2 separate regions of the Callithrix jacchus genome follow, and region 1 is linked to region 2. A link is a contact called in public Hi-C data. All regions are on one chromosome and are shown on one strand. The core of a region is the stretch at or near the end of the contact, and the rest is flanking DNA. Distances in the headings are between cores, read along the strand shown. Region 1 overlaps LOC144577456. Region 2 holds the start of FOXN3 (forkhead box N3).

The links. A called contact is a pair of places that touch in the nucleus more often than the background predicts.
Region 1: a contact with region 2 is called in a Hi-C map of skeletal muscle, with 2.5 times the contacts expected there. The contact joins the enhancer-like site here to the promoter of FOXN3 in region 2. A contact is called at or near these places in 2 of 3 Hi-C or Micro-C datasets (both in skeletal muscle).

Annotation. Positions count from the first base shown.
Region 1 is chr8:124,379,493-124,383,264 of calJac240_pri, forward strand. All of the region lies in intron 1 of LOC144577456, which reads right to left. Among named protein-coding and RNA genes, the nearest start is that of FOXN3, 83 kb to the left of the region's middle. Within about 2 kb of position 1,414, at least 8 of the 16 cell types and tissues checked have an H3K27ac peak or open chromatin away from gene starts, as enhancers often do. A contact at or near this core is called in skeletal muscle, where this site is marked.
Region 2 is chr8:124,296,565-124,300,137 of calJac240_pri, forward strand. It overlaps FOXN3 (forkhead box N3), which reads right to left and starts at 1,726. Exons shown (of 7, transcript XM_078335590.1): 1 at 1,390-1,726.

The sequences.
Region 1 (3,772 bases), core at 164-2,663, 83 kb after region 2:
TCCTCATCTAGGCATCTGGCTACTAATTAACACTGGTTATCCTACTGGCCTTTGAAAATATAAAAGCAATGTGTTTCTGATGCCCTTGAGATTCTCCTTTTAAATATTTGCAGATACAGCAGTTCTGAGGAGCAAACTTGGCATCAGCCTAACCATTCTCCCAAGAAGCATTTCAAGGTAAATCTTTTACTTGTAATTAAAAAAAAATTTTTTTTGTTCCTCTAACCACGACAGAGCATCCAGTTATCTTTTAGCAGCTCCTGGTGAGCACAACTCAGTCTTCAGCAACACCGACATATACGATGGCAATAATTTATCATCTCTGCAGTAGTTTAGTCCCAGATGGACCATTTACTAATTTATTTCCATATGTAACTGGCAGAGAGATTAATCAGGCTTCCAACTCGGAAACCTGAATTGCGCTTTATTCCCTTAACAGGCTAACTCTGGGCAAGAAGAGGCACACATTTACATAGAAACCCAGAGTTCCTCTTAAAAAGCCTGTCAGCCTCAGATGCAAGCCTTTACACACAAACACACTCACACGCACACACATCTTTCCCGAGACAGCTCGCTCCTATGTCAGCTTGGAGGGCTGGTTCTTTCCTCAGATCCTCAAGGACTTCACACAGGAGCTGTGACTGATACAAGAGCAGGCAGAGGTAAAACGTAACGCCAAATGCAGTCAAGTTGCAGCCACATTCCCTCCCTGTCTGCAAGGTCAGGGGCTCAGATTTCTGAAAATGAAGAGATCTTTTTGCCACAGTGCTGCGCCCAGCTGGCCCGGCACGCAGTGCCCAGGCGCTGGAGGCATGTGCTTTCTTTTTTCCACTCTTTTTAAGGGTCTGAACTTGACTGAATTCAGCAGCTGCTGTGTCCTCAGCAACGGCTAATGAATTGTTAGCTTTGCTCCCGGTTCCCCTGAGCTCAACTCCCAGTCCACTTTTGTTTTTAATTCTATCCCAGTGATATCAGCGTTTAGCCAAGAGTGGTTAACGGTTGTCGGATGATGGTGTTTACATATAGAAAGCAAGCCAGACATGGGCAGAAAGCACCAGCTGATCCCTGATGCCTTAAACGGAACCCAAGGCCATGCCAAGAAGGCTCCGCAGACAGCAGCATGTAGAGCTATTGCCAGCTAAGCTAAGTCCACACAGCTGAGGCGATAACGAACTCTGTGGCTTTGGAGTAGTCACTTGACAGTCAGTTTTAAAATTCTCTCCTCTATAATATGAATTTAGTTCCCTGAGGTCCCTTCCGGCTCTAAAATCTAATGATTCTATGAATACGAAAAGGATAGCCATTCACCTGGTTTGTTCCGTGTGCTTAGCCGATACCAAACAGCAGGAAGTTTGGAAGCATCTGAAAGTGGCTGAATGGGTCCAGATGCTTGCTGCTGTGGCAGACACAGCCTTAGGAATCTCAGTAGCCAACAAACTCCTTTTGAGCAAAGAACATGAGCATTTGAGGACTGGTCAACAATGCATATCTTTACAAGGTTTTAAAAATTCAACTAAATCCAACAGTTCCATTTCAGTATTGTTCTAGGTATGGCAAATCCTACAAATTCATGGCTCTTGTCTTTAATACACTTACATGTTAGTTAAGGAGATACACAGCTAATCTTAATATGATGAAATATGCGCTATAATCATTGACAAGGAAATGGTTAAGTGAACATGAAGGATGAAGAAATCATTTCAATGGAAGGGGGAGATCGGTAAGGTTTTACAGAGGAAGCAGAATTTAAGCTGGGCCTTGCAAAGTAAAGACGGGACTATAAGCATCTGGACAGAGGTAACAGTGAGAGCAAAGGCCTATATGTTTCTAAGCGCGGTTGGGGCACAGTATTCAGGACTCAAGGACAGGGGCACAGGAGGCCCAAGGAAAAGAAGGCATAGTGAGACCAGAGGCTGGAAAGGAACTCAAAGTGGCGAGCCCTGGCTGCCAGCCTTTCATGCTGTGGTCTCTGGGAATCAGCAGAAGTCCTCGGGCAACAGAGACTCCAAATGAGCTCTGCCTCGGGAGGTTTATTTGGACAATTTTACCACCATTTACGACTGGGAATAAGATCCGTCTGTACCTTCATTTTTCTCTTAGTCATTGCACCTTGCCACTATTTGGGAATCTCTCAAATTTATTTTTTTCTAAATCAACTTCCTGGCCCTTTGAAAGCAAGCAATTGAGTTTCCTCTAAGTACTGCCAAGATTTCACATTCCAATGACGAGTTCGGCCTAGCGCTTTACACTTAGGTTAACATGTTTTTCTACTATTATGAAAGAGTTAAAATAGCATGACATAGACGGGTATTTTGTTTTGGTTTGTTTCTACACTGGAAAATACTTCTGTATAATGAAAAAAATACACAAACATGCTGACTGTTGGAAGGGCCTGCTCCACCACTGCCCAAAAAACAAAAGAACTGGTCATCCACGTAGTTCACTGAAACTTTTTGATCTCCAGGGTCAGAGTCCCAGGTTACTGATCCAAGTTTTCCAAGGTCCTTCAGACACAATAACAGAACGTCACATAAACCCTCTCCTTCCAGTGCTATTTGGTCCCCTTGGCCTAGGGGACCAAGCACAGGTGGTATCACACAGCTATCATATGCAGAAGCCCCAGGACACATGGGCCACATGCCAGGCAAGCCAGGGCATGGGGACAGGGTCTGCCCTCCCATCCCCCACAAAGATAGGTCTTAACATTCCACTGAAGTGGGGGTACAAGTGGGCAGAGGAGCTTGTCCTCTGAGAAAGGAGCTGCCTTCAGTATGAGCCACCATTAAAAAGTTTCCCAAGGTTTGCACCTATAATCTCAGCACTTTGGGAGGCCGAGGCAAGAGGAACGCTTGAGCCCAGGAATTTAAGCCCAGACTGGAAAATACAGTGAGATCTTTTAGTCGGGCTGCTTGCGAAACTGAGGCAGAAGGATCACTTGAGCCCAGGAAGCAGAGGTTGAGGTTGCAGTGGGGTGAGAGAGCACCGCTGCACTCTAGCCTGGGCCACAAAGTGAGACCTTGTTCCAACAGAATAAAATAAAATAAAATAAAACCAAAAACCGACTCCCATAGAAGACACAAATTTCCCTTCCCATCTCTGGACTGCTCAGACTATGCATGGGCATATATGGAAAGCTCCAACATTCATTTTATTTTGGATCACCTTATTTAGAAAGGCACATTGTGTCTACCCACTGGGGTGTGGTGCATTCCAGGGTTCAAGTCCCTGGTTTATAATTCAAATCTTATCCTAGCCCTCCACATGCATGGGTGCTCGGAAGCTCTGAGTATTCTCTTAACATCTAATCAAATAATTACTATGAAGTATAATATGCGGTACATACTGTAAACAGTTCCCTGTGCACATAAAAAAAACAGTCTCATACAGACCCAAAGAGCTGTATGCATTGCTTTTTCTAAAAGTCCACCTATGGTTGGAAAACTAACCTTCTTCAAATGAATAGATTAGCTTAAATTACCATGCCATTTTACAATCTCTTCACTGATACACGAATAATAAAACTGTGAGGTAAATGTAGGCTTAAACCAAATAATGGACATAAATTTTTAAAAATTTTGACATTAAAAACTCAGTATAAATTGAACTACAAGATACTTGAAAGCTCCCACAATCATAATGTGCACATTGAAATCCATTAACCTAATACCTAGGCTGCTATTCAAAAGTAGGGGTCTAGCAGGCAAATAAATACTCATTTGAACACTCCTCCTAAATTACCGTACAATTTGGTTGCTAAGTCACACACTTACAA
Region 2 (3,573 bases), core at 476-2,975:
GTGCGCACTTTGTGCTGGGTCCCTGTGCCCTCCAACTGCTCACTGCATCCCTATAAATCCCGCATTTTATAGCAACAGTGTGAAGAGCTGCTGATCACTACAGTTCCATGTTAAAAAAAAAAAAAAAAAAAAAAAACAGAAACAGAAACAAACAAAAAAACACAGTTCGCAGAAACCACAGCTGAGGAGTTTTCCATTATTATACTCTAACTACAGAATTCGCCAAATCTTTTTTTCCTCCTGTTTTAGAGGGGAAAAAAATCTGGATCATGTGAGTTGCAGTTAAGCAAACATTTTTAATCTGCTGCCAACAAGGCTGCTCCACCAGATACGCAAATAGTTATTCACTGGTGACCTCCTTACAACTTTTCTCTACACACACACACACACACACACTTTTGTTTTTTTTTATGACTTGCTGTGTTTTGTTATCCTTTTTATTTTTTTTAAGGAGAAAATACGGCAGGAAAGCTTAGTTTCTCGCCTAGTAATCAGAATGTCTCCAAATAACTGACAAAGCCATTACTGGCCCAGCTCTGAACAGATGTTCGATGCGAACTTCTAAAAGTTACGAAATCCTCGCAGAGCGGAGCAGGGCAGTCGCGAGTTTAGGGGGCCGGGTCACCCCCCGCCCCACTCTCAGGACGCGCGCGCGCGCGCACGCGCTTCACTCTCGTCTACTGTACTTGTCAAAAACATTTCAAGGGGACCTGCGGGAGCGGCGATTGGCTGCGCCCCGTGTCAATCAGCGGCGTTGCCAGGCAACGGGGAAAACTGCTCTTCTCCGCGTATACAGGCAATTGGGAGCTCGCATACCTTCACTGCCGGTCAGATGTCATAAACCTTTTATTGGCCGCACCACGGCGAGCCTCGAAAACAAATCAATAAAAGCCCGCCGTCCCCCAACTTATCCACGGCCCAAGGAGGGTTTCCAAGAGGGCCGGGATGAGGGGGGTCGGGCTTCGGGGGTCTCCGGAGACGTTCGTTGCCTGTGCCAAGTCTGCACAGTTTGGGGGCGGGGGGGGAATCTTTGTTAGGAGCCTGTTTCTCATCTTGGGGTCTCCTCTTGATCGGCACCCCCTCCCCGGCCCGGAACGGCGGGGACCCCGTCCTCTGCAGACAATACCAACTCTGTTCCTTGCGGGCGTCTTTTCGGAAACCGAGGCACCGGGAAGCAGCAGGCACGTCGAGGCAGGAAACTCTTCCGACCCGGCAACTTCCCGGCTCGGGGGCTCTCGGGACCCCCACCCGGCCCTCCCCTCAGGACCTGCGGGGTCCCTCGTCTTCCAAGAGCCGCGAGGTAGTCTCCAGCACCGTTTCGGACGCGCCCTCCGCCCCGGGTCCCCCGGAGCACACGCGGGAGCCGGCGGGAGCGGGGCGCAAACTCACCTGGCCGGAGCGGGGCGCGGGGGCGCGGGGGCGCCGCTGCCCTTCAGCGGGAGCCGACAAACTTTCGCGGGCGCCCGGCGGGCATCGCTCGGTGGCCCCGCTAAGGACGCGCGGGCGCGGCGCGGCGAGCCCGGGGCGGCGGGCGGCGGGGGGCGGCCGCGGGCACGGGCGGCAGGGGTGCGGGGGTCGCGGCGCGGCATGGGACCTGCGGCGTCCGCCGGGCACGCCGCGCGTCCTCCCGCCGGCCCCGCCGCTCTCCCCGCCCCGTCCCGCCTCCCGCTCGCCTCCGCCGCGGCGCGTCGGGCCGGGGCGCGCCGAGCGGCGAGAAATTGTTTCCACTGCAAACAAAAAAAGGCGACACATGACCAGGCAGGAGGAGGGGAAGCGAGGGGAGGGAGGAGGGCGGAGGGAGGGACGGAGCGGAGGGCGGAGGGAGTCGGAGAGAGGGAAAACGTGGGCCTGGCCGCCAGCGGCCTGGGGCGCGGGGCACGGACCCGCCAGGGCGGCCCTTGCCCGCGCCCCCCGCACCCCCTGGACGCAGCCAGGACCGAGCCGCGCGGCCTCGCCTGCTGGGCCCCGCGGGGCGGGGGTGACCGGCGCGGGTCCCGCGACCCGGGACGGCCGCGACCGTGGGCGGCGGAGCAGGTGGGGCGGGCGGCGCGTGCCCTCTCCCCTCTCTGGGCTCCGGCCACACGGGCGGGCCGGCGCTGCGCTGCTGGCAACGTGTCGCTGGAACGCTCCTACCCCATCTGCATGCCTTACATGGCTCGAAAGTAAAAATAAAAAGAATTACGATGCGGGCGAGGCTTGTGGGGGTGAGAAGAGGAGATTCCACTTCTCCCCAGTGCTGCGTCCTGGTAGGACCCCCAGGGCCTTCAGAGCCCTCTCCCAGCGCCCACCTCGTGTCCTGGAGGTAGGCACCGCGGAGTCCCACCCAGGTGGCCGCGTGTCTCCCGAAGGAGGGCGGATGGCCATTACAGGGCAAGAGGCACGTCCTAAAGGCCACGCCGGTGGGGCCTCTCCAGTGGGTTGTGCGGAACGCCCCGGCCGGCCTAGAGCGAAAACAGGTCTCATTTCCATCTCATTTGAGCTCTCAGGAACCAGACTGACAATCCGCAAGCCACCCAGCGAAATGGTGCAGCCACCACTCTAAGCCTCTTGGCAGCTCCAAAGAATAGCACCCGCTGCTAAAGCCACACCAACCAGCCGCCTTGGGAGAGGATGAGAGGAGAGTGTCCAACAGGACACCCTGGTGGTGACAAAAATAAAAATGTGATTGCACATCTCTCCCAGGTAGCCAAACTGGTTGTTTCCTCTACAGAGGAAAAGCCCAGGGCGCCCTTCCTGCCACCCACTCCTGAGCCGGTGGACAGGACATTGTGAGCTACATGAAAACTGCAGAAAAACCAGCCAGTGGGCCTGGAGTGAAAGCTGTCTAGCATGCAGTACTTTTAAACCTAGCCAAAAGGAGGGGTGAAGGGAAACACCAGCTAGTCTTCTGAAAAATTTTTCTATCTCAAAAAATAAGCCCCTCCATCTAAGATTCATTCCCCCTACCAAAGGTTCAAGATGGCAGGTGGCAGGTCTTCAGCAAGGATGGGCCTTTCAGACTCACCAGAGATCTTACTACTTCCAAGTATTGTGGCATCTTTCCATCCAGAGATAGGTGGGTGGTGGAAGCCCAGGGATGGCCTGAGGTCATCCAGCCCCACCCCTTTGATTGCCGAGCACTTGATGTGACCTACCCAAAGTCACTAAGCAAAAAGGCCCTAGATGGCAGAGACAAGTCAGATAATCTCTGAAATTTCACACCAGAGATCCTCACTCAGGGTTAGAAGTGGTAACAAAGCCAGGATGAGACAATGTGTACCCTGCTCTCCTGAGGCTCTGGCTAATGCACGTCCCACCTTCCATCAGGCATCAGTTGAGGGTGCTTATTCTCCATCAGAGGAACCAAGGCAAGAAAACTTTGTCCATGCCCTTGCTGGCCTGGAGAGAATGAAATCACCCCCTTACATCTTTCCCTTCCATCCCCAGCTCCCAACACCACCCCTCCCCCCAGTCCTTTAACCAAACTCAAACAATAGCCAGAAATCGCTTTATATTAAGTAGAGGTGGCACCTTATTTTTCACCTGCCCCAGTCTCTCCTGCTTTCTCAGAGTTCAAAAAGAAGGGATGTGCAC